2 separate regions of the Callithrix jacchus genome follow, and region 1 is linked to region 2. Evidence: chromatin contacts called from public Hi-C data. All regions are on one chromosome and are shown on one strand. Each heading gives the region's core, a stretch centred on a gene start, on an enhancer-like site or on the middle of the called end of the contact. The rest is flanking DNA. Distances are from core to core; before and after follow the strand shown. Region 1 overlaps ASXL1 (ASXL transcriptional regulator 1). Region 2 overlaps NOL4L (nucleolar protein 4 like).

Region 1 (6,005 bases), core at 102-2,601, 80 kb before region 2:
ACAGATATCTCAGTTCCTGCCTCTTGTCCAGCCATAATTATGAATAGTTTCTCCTTTCACTCTCAACTGTCCTCGTTTGGGAGATAATTATGTGTGTTATAAAACAATGGGGATATTGAAAGGAGACATTTACCTCTGGCAGAGATCAGGGAAGACTTCTTGGAGGAAGGTGCTTTCTGAGCTGAGTCTTGATGGGTCAGTAGGGGGTTCCCATCACAGAGGGCGTAAGCAGGAGCTGGTGACAACAAAAAGGAGAGAAAGAGTGAGAGTGGGGGAGACAGAGTATGTATTTGCAAAGTGTGGGAATTAGGTATACCTATGAGTTATAGGAACATAAAATTTGTGGAGTGTCAGTGTGGATGGGTAGAGAGACGGGCAGAGACCAGACCGTGAGGGCTCCATATGCCAGGCCAGTGAGCACCTACTCTGTGCCCGGCACTGTAGGCATTACTTACATTGTCTCTCTGTTCAACTCTGAGAGGAAGACATCAGTATCCTTCAAGAGAACCTGGGTTCAGGTTGGGTTGTAATTTGCCCCAGTTTAGAATGTAAAAGTTTGAAGGTAACTCTAGATCTGTTCTTTAGCCGTGGGCCAGTGGACTTGGGAAGCTTCAGCTTTTGCAGTATGTGATTAGGGAGCTGTTGAGGATTTTATTTGCTCTCTATTTTATTATTATTTTTTGAGACAGGGTCTCACTCTGTCACCCTGGCTGAAGTGCAGTGGCGCCGTCACAGCTCACTGTAGCTTCCATTTCCCGGGCTCAGATGATTCTCTCACCTCAGCCTCCTGAGTAACTGGGATTACAGGCTTGTGCCCTATGCCCAGCTAGTGTTTTGTATTTTTTGTCGAGACAGGGTTTCACCATGTTGCCCAGGCTGGTTTTGAACTCCTAGGCTCAAGCAGTCTGCCCACCTTGGCCTCCTAAACTGCTGGGATTACAGGTGTGAGCCACTTTACTCAGCCAGTATTTTTTGTATTTTGTGTTATTTAAAAGAGATGAGTATTCATGGTGTTAACCAGGTTGGAGTGGGTGACTAAACACAGGCAGGATCATGGTGTACTACAGCCCGGAGCTTCTGACCCCAGGCAACCCTCATGCCTCAGTCTCAGCTGAGACTATAGCTGTGCACCACTGCGCCTGGCCTGCTGAAGGATTTTAAAGCTGGAAGTGATGAGGGCAGATTTGCTTTGCTGGGTTTGACCTCAGGCTATAACATGTTATATAAGTTCTACCAGAGCAGAGGTTTGGTCTTGTTTAACTGTGAATCCCTAGAACTGTGCCTGGCACCAAGAAGGTGTTACATGTGTTTGTTGAATGAAGGCTGACAACAGAGTCAGAATGGATTTGAGGAAAGCAGGACTGGATGGAGGGATATTAAGAGGCTGTTGTGTTGGGCCAGGTAAGAGACTGGTTTTGTGATTTGGGGGTCAGATGAGAGAGAAGGCTGACACCTGTGTTTCTAAATTAGGTGATCATACAGGCTGTCAATCAAGGTGGAGAATACAGGAAGAAGGGCAAGTCTGGAGAAGAGGTGAATTAGAGTCGCCAATTAGATGAATTAAGAGTAGAGCTGGATTAGAGTAGATGAAGAATGGGTACAATCAGTATACAACCGAATATTTAAATCTGAAATTTGGGGGAGAAGTCAGAGCTAGAGGTAGAGGTTAGGTATTTATCAGAGTTAGTTAGTAGCTGAAATGTGGCGAGATGATGGTGTTACCTATAGAGAATGGAAAAACTGCAGAGAGGCAAAGAATAGGGCCGTGGGAAATAGGGGATTCATTTTAGTACCTTCTCCAAACCTTGACTTCAGTGCTGAGGGCTTACGTTCTTCCATAGAGAGTACCTTCCACAGCAGTCCTGTCAGACGAGAGTGGGCATGTTCAGGGTGGTGTGGCTGTGGACAGCAGCAGCCCTGTCAGACTTCCTGCTTTATGTTTTGCTTGTGACAGCAGTAGTTGGTTATGGTAGTTAAATGGACTGTAAGATGTTAGCTTGATTTGCAGTAACCTCAGTAGCTGTACAGGTAGACAAAGTACAAAGATATTGACAGCGTGTTTCCTCTTTTAGAAGAATAACTTTTCTAAATCTCTTTTTAGGTGGAGTTTCACTCTTGTTGCTCAGTCTGGAGTGTGATGGGGTGATCTTGGCTCACCGTAACCTCTGCCTCCCCGGTTTAAGTGATTCTCTGACCTCAGCCTCCCGAGTAGCTGGGATTACAGGCATGCCCCACCATGCCTGGCTAATTTTGTATTTTTAGTAGAGATGGGTTTCTCTGTGTCTGTCAGGCTGGTCTTGAACTCCCGACCTCAGGTGATCCGCCTGCCTCGTCCTCCCCAAGTGTTGGGATTACAGGCGTGAGACACCACACCCGTCTCTACAACAACTCTTGAAGCAAGAGAGCTGCAGTTGCACACTTAAGAAAATACTGCCATGACTTGGTTATAGGTAATGCTAACGTAAATGGGATATTGTTTCTCACTGCACCAGTCATGCAGAATTATAGCATCATGTTGTCAAATGGCAAAATGTTCTGTGGCAGTTAACACCACAAATTGACAACACAGTGGCAATAGGCATTGTTTAAAAATATGGGTACTCGGCCAGGCGAGGTGGCTCACGCCTGTATCCCAGCACTTCAGGAGGCTGAGGCGGGCGGATCACCTGAGGTCAGGAGTTCAAGACCAGCTTGGTTAACATGGTGAAGCCCCATCTCTACTAAAAATATAGTAATCTGTGTGTGCGTGTGTGTGTGTGTGTGTGTGTGTACATGCACTAATCAAACTTCCTTGGGAAAGAAAATTTGAATACATTTCTGTCTTACGCATTTCTTGTGCAGCACTATGTACTCTGTGGTTTAGCAGTATTAACAGCATCGAGTTAAACAGTAACCAGTCTTGCTAAGATCTCGTGTACTATGCCGCATATGCTGAGAAGAGCAGCATCCTTAGAATTGAGAATGAGAACATTTCAGTTAATTGCAATAACTCAGCCCGTGATGTATAGACCAATGGATATAAATAGAAATCGCACACTAAAATTAGGACGTTTGTATTTCTTCAGGTATTAGAAAACTACTCGGATGCTCCAATGACACCAAAACAGATTCTGCAGGTCATAGAGGCGGAAGGACTAAAGGAAATGAGGTTTGTATTGTTCTTGTTGCTTAACACGAGGGTTTCATAGGACGTGTGTCTTTCTGCAGTTGTGTAGTGATATGAGTGAGTCCGTCTGTGTATATATTTGTGCTTCTGTGTCTGGCACTGAGGTAGAACTATCCATTTCCCAAATTGTGTGTTGTCTGTGTGGAAGGTGGGAGTGGGTGGACACCCATTGGTTTTCATTTGGAGGTGCAGTGGCTTTCCCCGTTTCCTTGCTCTTCCTTAAGTCTTGGCATAGAGATTGTTTTTTGTGTCAGGAGTCCGGCAGGGCATGTTTTGTCTTGTGCCATTTTGGAATTTTCAGACCTGATAGCCTCTATTGTACCTAATACTACCCTTTTCTCTATGCCATATCACTGAAGTTCTTTCTTTTAGTATAAAAGAATGGTGGTCTCATCAACATAAACCCACTGACTTTTTCCCCCCTACTAATTCCAGTCATATATAATACGAGTTTGCTACATTTTGAGGTTACCTTTATTTTCTAAATTTATGGTATCGTTTTCCTGGAGAAGTAACAAGTTAGAAACATAGAATTGCTGGCCTGAAGGCCAATGACTGTCTTTAATCTTTATTTTTCCTTCAAACTTCAAAAAAAAAAAAAAAGGTCAGCCATGGTGGCTCACGCCTGTATTCCCAGCACTTTGGGAGGCTGAGGCAGGCAGATCACTTGAGGTCAGGAGTTCAAGACCAGTCTGGCTAACATGGCAAAACCCAATCTCTACTAAAAATACAAAGATTTACCAGTGTGATGATGTGCGCTTGTAGCCTGTAGTCCCAGCTCAGGAGTCTGAGGCAGGAGAATTGTTCAAACCCAGGAGATGGAGTGCAATGAGCTGAGATTGCACCACTGCACTCCAGCCTGGGCGACAGAATGAGACTCCGTCTCAAAACAAAACAAAACAAAAAATACTTAAATGTGGAAAGAGGAGAGCACTACACAGTTGCTTCCTGGGACTTGGAACAAACTTCATGTTTTTGCTGGTCAAATTTTAGCTGCTTTAATTGACCTTTTAGTGTCAAAAGGCCCTCACTTTCCAGTCAATAGTACAAACATTCTCAAGTTGATGTTTTGTTGGGAGGGAAGATTGGGATTGTCTACCTCAAATTTCTTTCACTTGTGTATTTATGCCCTGTGTAGTGTTATAATTGTGCTTTATTTTTGTTTTTATGGGCTATTTCCCATCATGCTGCTGTCTTCACTGCTGTTGGAACACTTTGCCTATAGAAGGTAAATGAGTCCCTTTGGGACATACGGAATTGAGAACCTTAACTTCTTTCTGCTTCTTGTTCTTAGAGGAATTATGAAGCGGTTATGGTGGCTCATGATGAGTGAGCAGCTCTGTAATTTGTAGATGGAGGGATAATATGGAGGAGTCACGGAAGAGCTGTGCCAGCATGCTGTGCCCCCTTGTAGCAGAGATGCTAGCACACCCACCTGATACTCCAGATTTTGCACAGGGTACTTTTAGAGATTGGTTCTTGGGAAAAATTTTTTAGCATCCAGTGTGTTCCAAGGCAAAATAAGTAATAGTTTTTTAATGGCTTTTTTAGACTCAGAATTTATTTTTAACACTGCATAAATTAGGGCCTCTAGTTCTCAAAAATGCAAAGAGGCTTGCTTAAACTATATTTTTGAACATGCTGGGGAAAGGGAAGAGAAGGTGCATAGGCGAATCCTGTCTCTAATATGCTAGTGCCAAACTCAGTTAATAATGATGGGCATTGGTTGATATTTCTGGTAGCTTTTCTATTTTAAGATTCAGTAAGTAGCTTTCTTCTCACCAAATTGTCACTGTTTTGGAACCTGCTGTTGTGTCAGGGACCATGAAACAAGTTCGTATGCCATTGTTTCACTTAATGTTGAAGCATGGGTACTAAATCCACTCGACTTACTTTTTGTATTCTGGTTTAAATAATTGTTCCTGGGTAGATAGAGACTAAAACTTATTCTCCCCACTCCCAACAGAGCAAAAAACCAATGAAATACAGTTTTTCTGTGTGTACTTACTAGAAAATGTTTAGCTGGGAAAAAAAGTTCTGCTTGTTTTATTGGCACAGCGCCACTGATTCTGTGATTCTTTGTCATAGTGTTCTGTGGCAGTGTCTGAGCATGATATGTAGGTTGACATATAGAGGCTGAGAAACCTTTAATAGTAAAATTTTACTAACATTTAATTTTTAGAATTTAAAACATAACTTGAAAAAAATCATTGTGTGGTTTTTCTAAATTTCTTGGAAATTTGATTTATATTGTCAAAAAGCACTGAGGAAGTGTTAGGTATGGATTTCGGGTATCACATAATATTTATCCCAGAGTTCTCTGAGTATAATTTATGTGAAGTTCATTTGTTTGTTCTTTTTCTGTTTTCATAGTGAAATTGTCACGAGATTTTTTTCTTCTGTATTTCTTGCTTAGCTACTCATTTCAGAATGAATTGGCGGGATTAGGTCTTAGGTAAGCAGGCAGATGGCTTGTATGACCCTTATCCGTTTTGTGTTTTTACAGTGGGACGTCCCCTCTTGCATGCCTCAATGCCATGCTACATTCCAATTCAAGAGGAGGAGATGGGTTGTTTTATAAACTGCCTGGCCGAATCAGCCTTTTCACACTCAAGGTAATTAATATAAACTCTGTTTTGGTGTATTGGTTCTTGGACCTTTAATGTGCATAAGGATTACCTGGTAGTTCTGTAATGGGGCCATGAATTTGCGTTTCTCATATGCAGTCAGATGACACTGATGCTGTTGGTTCTAAATGGCACTTTGAGATGTTCTAATAGGAATAGGATCTTCAAAATTATTTATTCATAGTGGCTCTTGTCTCTGTTCATCTTTGCTT
Region 2 (6,084 bases), core at 1,652-4,151:
AATTAAAATATTAAGCCACATTTACTGGTAAAACTCACTATATAGAACACAAATAATTTTTATAGAGAGCATTGAGGAGGAAGTCCTCACCTGCTTAGAAGAGCCACGTTAAGTTGCATAGGTGCATATCTGTAAAAGTATAATTTAGAGGTGAAGCCATTGATTCATAAAGAGTCACCTTTCAAACTTGGTGCCATCCACTGTTTGCCTTAAGTGCTTACTATCTGGAGCCCTGTGCCCCTCCCTGGAGGTAGGACCTCATGAAGGAGCTGCCCCCAGAGGAACCCTGAAGAAATGGCTTGTACTATCTGCACTGAAAGTCTTAACATCTCATCTCAGTTTTTGAACTCATGCTCTTCCAAAACATGTCTAAATTATGCCAGAGGACTAAAGACCTCTTGGGTTGTCCCTAAATCCTGGTTGGCTTGATCCTGAAGGCCACTTAAGTCATTCTGACCTTCCCACTCCCAGGCTGCCCAGGGAAGAGCTCCACTCATCCCACAGCTCTGCTGCGAAGTCCTGCCTTCCCCTTTCCTCTGTCTATGCAGTCGCCCACCAGCAGACCACAGGAGGTCTCTCCTGACTCCTGCTCCTAAATGGACCACATAATAGAGGCGTATGGGCCATCTACCAGGTGGAAAGTGTTTTTCAGCCAATCTGAGTTCTATGTGGTATAGGTTTTTTGTTGTATTTTTAGGTGGAAACGTAGGTAAAAAGTGAGAGGTTTTTGTCTGTGGCTTTGCTAAGCAGATGAGCTTAGTGAGGTGCGTCTTCCTCCTCAAGAGCGAGTCTTGCAGAACACACAGGGACTGGGGGCATCTGTACATGTAAACAGTACACTTTCACTGAGTCCAAAATTAGGAGCAAAAATACAAAGGTTCACATTGGTCTTAGGTAGATACAGGCGAAAAAGGGTTGAGCTGTTTAGCTCAGAAACAAAAACAAAGTTTCTAAAGCACCACTAAATTATATAAAAATCAGACCATGGACGGATTGAAACTGGTATTCTGGTGAAATACTTTACTTTTACTATTTTGTATAAAGTTTTACAAAAACTTACAAATTAAAAGTATCAACCCTCTGAGTTCAAAGCAGCATTTTGAAAATGAACTGGTAGTTAATCCTGTAACCACCCTTGGAGTTGTAAGTGGCCCTTGGGAATAGGGATGGATGGGTTCCACCTGTTTGAAATCCTCGAAAACCCTCCTAACTCCCTTCCTGTCCCCCTCCCCGTCAACACTGTCCTTGGGAACAAACTGTCCTTTGTAAGAGTGGTGACGGTAAAATGAATTTCAGATGGGTTACACACGCTGTCACTTGTCTACCTGATGATCCACCACTAAGACCAATGCCCACTTCTCTGATGCTGCCCTTCTCGTGGGCTTAGCCCCCTGCGAAGACTCTGGAACGGGAATATCCTGCTCTTGCACTTCCTTTTTAACTTAAGATCCCAAATGATTACTTGGTGTCCTGAGGCCTTCAGAAGATTTTTAAATGGCTGTGGGACAGGGCTTTGGGAGCTCCTTTTGGGAGAAGGCAGTCCCTCCGGGGAGGGTTGAGACAGCAGCAAGCCTGGTTCATCAGAACCAGCTCCTCGGTGCCCTTGAAGTCAGAAGTAGGGAGAAGGGGTTGAAGCTGCGTCTTTTAAAACAAAAGCAAAACAGAACAAGTCCCCTGACTGAACCAGCTAAATGGAATCCTGTTTCCATGCAGGAACTTGCTCCCGATCTTGCCATCTCCGGGGCTGTAGGTGTAGTTTCCATTGTCCTGGAGGGGGCCTGAGAGGCCCCGTGAACTTTCACCAGGGACATATTCTTTCCTTTCTGAAACACACTGAACCTACATCCTTGCCGCAGTACTAAGGCAGGCTGGAGGGTGGTCAGTTCCAACAGCTTGAACTCCGAAAAACATGACTTCAGACTGTAGCTTATGCTCATGCTTAGATCGCATCCTTGTGTGGGAAGTGGGAGGGAGCCCCTTCCCCAGTCTTTCTCACTCCTGTCTGCCAAGAAATGAAAACGGTTCATGTCTAGCTTGGGTACTGCCTCTGGGAGGAGAAGTGGCATGTTGGGTAACTGATACCAGGAATTCTAGGGTGGCGATTGTCTCTGCCAGGTTTTAACATTAAGATTTTCACAAATTGCCTGGGGTAACATTTTGCAAAAGATCTACTGATTACTTTGTAGTATTGTTCACACACAAAAATAAATATTTACACAAATTCAAATGTTGAGGGGAGCAGTACTGAACAGGTGGGACTGGATGTGTGGCTGGCTGGAGTGTGGGAGAGGCCTTGGGCACTGGAGTTTGTGCTGTGCTAAGGGTGAGTCTCAGGTGTCCTGGCCCTGACCAGAGGCCTTGGGATTGGTCAGATGGAAGGCAGAGGTGGTGTGGCTGGGTGGGGTGTTGGAGGCCACTTGAGAGATAAGACCACCCCCAACCTCTAGGGGCTGGAAGTAAGCACGGAGTGGGCACCCTACCTTCCAGAGTCTGGACCTGAGGCAGGATGGGGCATCCTTACTGGTGCCCCCTCCCCATCCCTCCTTGGGAGGAGTCTGCCACAGTGCCGGGAGGCAGTGGCCACAGCTGCAACAGGCAATTGGCTGCAGAAAAGCTGGTTTGGGAAGGGGTGCCTGTTCTGGGAGCGAGTGGCTCTCTCTGGCCATCCTAGGATCCACTCGGCCCTGGCTCCCCTGGGGCCTCTCTGCTCTGAGGGAGGAAAGGCAACAGAGGGCTTCTGCCAGCTCTAGGCAGGGGCTGGGCAGCAGAGAGCTGCTGTCATGGCTACGGAGTGTTGCATGGAGGGCCCTGGGGGCCTGCTGAGGTCTGGGCGAATCCCTGGATTAGCAGCACTGGTAGGTATTGCACTGAGCAAGAGGAAGTGCCTATCAGGGAGGAAGGAAACCAGGCCAGCTTTTTCTTTTTGCCCTTTTTCACACTCCAGGGATTATGGGTTTCTTCCAGGACTGGCCCCTCCAGAAGGGCTGGTCTTAGGAGAACCCAAGTGGCTCCTCCACTTCCATTGGTCCCTTTACTCCAAACACGGGGCAAAGGGATGGGAGCTGTAGTCCGGCCTGGAGCTCACAGCTGCCTGACAGCCAGGGCCCACCCTGAAGCAGCAGCCCCTCTTGGCAGGAGTCCGGGGGGCCCAGGCCTGTGGACAGAAGTTCAGACCTGGCTCCTGGGCAGCAGGGTGTAAGGGGAAGGGCCCTGCCACCCAGCTGCCACCTCCCAGCACTCCATCCTACCAAGCAGCTGGGGCCAGGGTGGGAGGACTGCAGTGGCCGGTTAGGGACAGGACGCTCTCTAGGCTCCAGCTCCTGGACACCCAGTCTGGACTTACCTCCCAGGCAGACATATTGTGTGGGGAGCTGGGATGACAGCTGTTCAGAACAGGCTCAGGGCACATCCTGGAAAAAGCCCATGTTGGAGTGTGAGGTAGAATACAGGTGACCATGGGACTGGGGCTTCTGTAGAATGGGGTGGGGGTGCCTCTTTCTTCTTTGCCATGGGTGTGGGTGTGGGTAAGGTCTTCCTGCTTGGCGGTGCCTAGGGAGGTGCCTGGCGGTATCCTTGTGGCAGCACTGGGATCTGCAACAGGATGGCCTGGCCAAGGGGTGGCAGCCCCAGGGTGTGCCAGGCACAAAGAGGAACAGCCAGCCTGGCACCCACCCTGCCCCTATTGGCCCCAGCCCACATCAGTGTAGTGATATGGAATGTCAGGTATGGGGATACATCCTTCTGATCAGACAGACACAGACTAGCAATCTGTACAAACACAAAAGAATCCATTTTCAGAAAAATAAATTACTAAGGGGAGAGGAAGAAAGGGTCCACTTTGTTTTTCTCAATAAATATGCAATTCTGCTCACCTAAGACTTGAAAGGTAATTATCCGGGGGTGGGATTCTAACATCAGGGTCCACGAAGGTGATTCTAAATAGAGCTGCAGCCCCAGCGCCTTGTCAGGGGAGACCCCAACCATTCCAGAGCTGCCCTGTTGGCCTCTTCCAAGCAGGTCAGAGCACCCGTGTGGTGAGATTCCAAAAAAAAAAGTGTCCTTGTGCCCAAAGTCTCAGGTGCTTGGAGTGTGGCTAGAAACAGCTCTTTTGGATCCCACCTCTTTCAAACAAAATGTACCAACTGGCGAGGCAGGAAGCTGGGTCCAGGCTGGGACAGCCTCCTTCCCTAGGGCAGTGCACTCCAGGTCCGGTGGGGTCAGTTCTGCTGTAGGATGAGGTTTTCCAGTTCGTCTGCAGAGCGCAGCAGGAAGGCAGCAGACTCCCGGTAGCCCGCGATGAGCTGCCGCACCGCGCTGATCTCTGTGGGGCTGAGCTGAGCAGTGGGCACGGGCCTGCTGGTGCTGGTGCTGGAGGGGGTGGGCGTGGGGGTGGTGGAGGTGGTCGAGGCCCCGCCTTTCATGCTGAGGTCCGTGGGCCCTGTGGAGAGGGAAGGAGGGTTAGGAGGCGGCAGCCACCCTGCCTGGCACTGGGGAGGTGTGTCGTCCTTGGTGCTGTCATAACCCATGGCCTAGTGCCCACTGTGAGTTGGGCACTGGAGTCGGCGGCTCTGGTCCATCTCCCTGATGGCTCTATCCCTAGTGCTTGGAATGGGCCTGTGGGCAACAGGGTTCTTAGGGAATCCTCAGGGTGATCTTGCAAAGATATGGTTTTAGGTGAGGAAGAGGCAACCTTGGGGAAAAGAAACTCCTGAGACCTGCCTCTCCCCAGCGTGGTGAGCAGGGCTTGGGAGTGGGAAATACTCCAATAGAGGAATTGTGGGACAAGCGCTATAAGAACACCTGCTAGGGTATCAACCAGGGCAGCTGGGGGCAACACCAGTCTGTGTGCTCTCCCCTCACCCCAGGCATGGAGGCTGGAAGGGGAGATGGTATACAGGAAACTCTGCAGGTGGACAGGGGCCCAGCACACCTGAGAGATGCGTGTGGGGAAAGCCCAGGAGGAGTTCAGAGAGGAGCCACAAAAGGCCAGGAGAAGAAACACCTGCCTGTGCCCAGATGAGGAAGGGGCTTCCGTCCAGCTGGAGAGAGGCCAGCTGCCCTGGCTGTCTATGGGAAGAGGTACAGGCCAGACTGGCCAGCCCGTAACTGCATCCCCAGGAGAGGGGGACCACGGCTGCTGAGCCTCAGCACCTCAAATCCCCCCTCCTGGGAGGAGTCCTATGCCCGAGTGAAGTGGGGGGTGGGGGTTCATGCTGCTGGGATACAAGAGGGGTGAGCTGGAACAATCAGGATAAGACTCAGACCAGTTATCCAGAGAAACGGCCTGCCCTTTGTCCTCAGATGATGGTGGCAAAGAGGGAGCCAGCCATCTTCTGAAACACACTAGGGGTATGTGTGTTGGGGAGGGGACCGCCAGGCCCTGTCCTCTCTTGGCCTTTCCCAAGCTCTGTGGAGTGGGCTACTGGCTTTGGAATCGGGCAAGTATGGATGCGGGTCCTGCTCTGCTACTTCACTGGCAAATTTAAGTTCTCTGGGCCTCAGAGCCCTCATCTGCCAAAACGAAGCCGCTCCTGTGAGCAGAAGCCGAGATGCCACTTGTGAAACACTCAGCACAGGCTGGGGCTCCAGTGTGGAGGCTTAGCCCACAGGAGACCTGACTGCCTCGATTAGCCCAGTAGGGAGGGGCTTCCACACAGGCTTTAGGGCTTTCTGAACAGGCTCCCAGGAGACCTGGAAGCTCCTGGCATTTGAAAAGCAATCTGCAAGATGTTCAGCAAGAAACAGCCAAAGGAGAGAGCATCTGGGTGGGCGCGTGCAGCGCCGTTGCTTCCCTGGGCGGCCTCTCTGATGCAGCCAGGTTAGCTGCCCTGTTCTCTGCCCTCCCCTGGAGTCCCTTCCCCACAGCTTTATCTTCTGTGAGGGCGTGAGGCTCTGCCCACTACCCTGTAGGTTCCTGATGGCCACATTCACTCATTATTGCATCTCCAGGGCGGTTTTTTTTTTTTTTTTGAGACAGTCTCTTGCTCTTCTTGCCCAGGCTGGAGTGCAATGGCAAGATCTCGGCTCACTGTAACATCCGCCTCCCAGGTTCAAGTGATTCTCCTGCCTCAGCCTCCTGAGTAG

The links. Hi-C and Micro-C count contacts between places; a contact is called where the count stands out from the background.
Region 1: a Hi-C map of skeletal muscle shows a contact between it and region 2, with 2.4 times the contacts expected there. The contact joins two enhancer-like sites. A contact is called at or near these places in 2 of 3 Hi-C or Micro-C datasets (both in skeletal muscle).

The regions. Positions count from the first base shown.
Region 1 is chr5:6,846,042-6,852,046 of calJac240_pri, reverse strand. ASXL1 (ASXL transcriptional regulator 1) reads left to right here. Exons shown (of 11, transcript XM_078371135.1): 2 at 3,066-3,148; 3 at 5,673-5,781. Among named protein-coding and RNA genes, the nearest start is that of ASXL1, 7.7 kb to the left of the region's middle. Within about 2 kb of position 1,351, at least 3 of the 16 cell types and tissues checked have an H3K27ac peak or open chromatin away from gene starts, as enhancers often do. A contact at or near this core is called in skeletal muscle, where this site is marked.
Region 2 is chr5:6,767,923-6,774,006 of calJac240_pri, reverse strand. NOL4L (nucleolar protein 4 like) reads right to left here. Exons shown (of 11, transcript XM_035298122.3): 11 at 1-4,438. The coding sequence ends at 4,218. Among named protein-coding and RNA genes, the nearest start is that of ASXL1, 86 kb to the left of the region's middle. Within about 2 kb of position 2,901, at least 4 of the 16 cell types and tissues checked have an H3K27ac peak or open chromatin away from gene starts, as enhancers often do. A contact at or near this core is called in skeletal muscle, where this site is marked.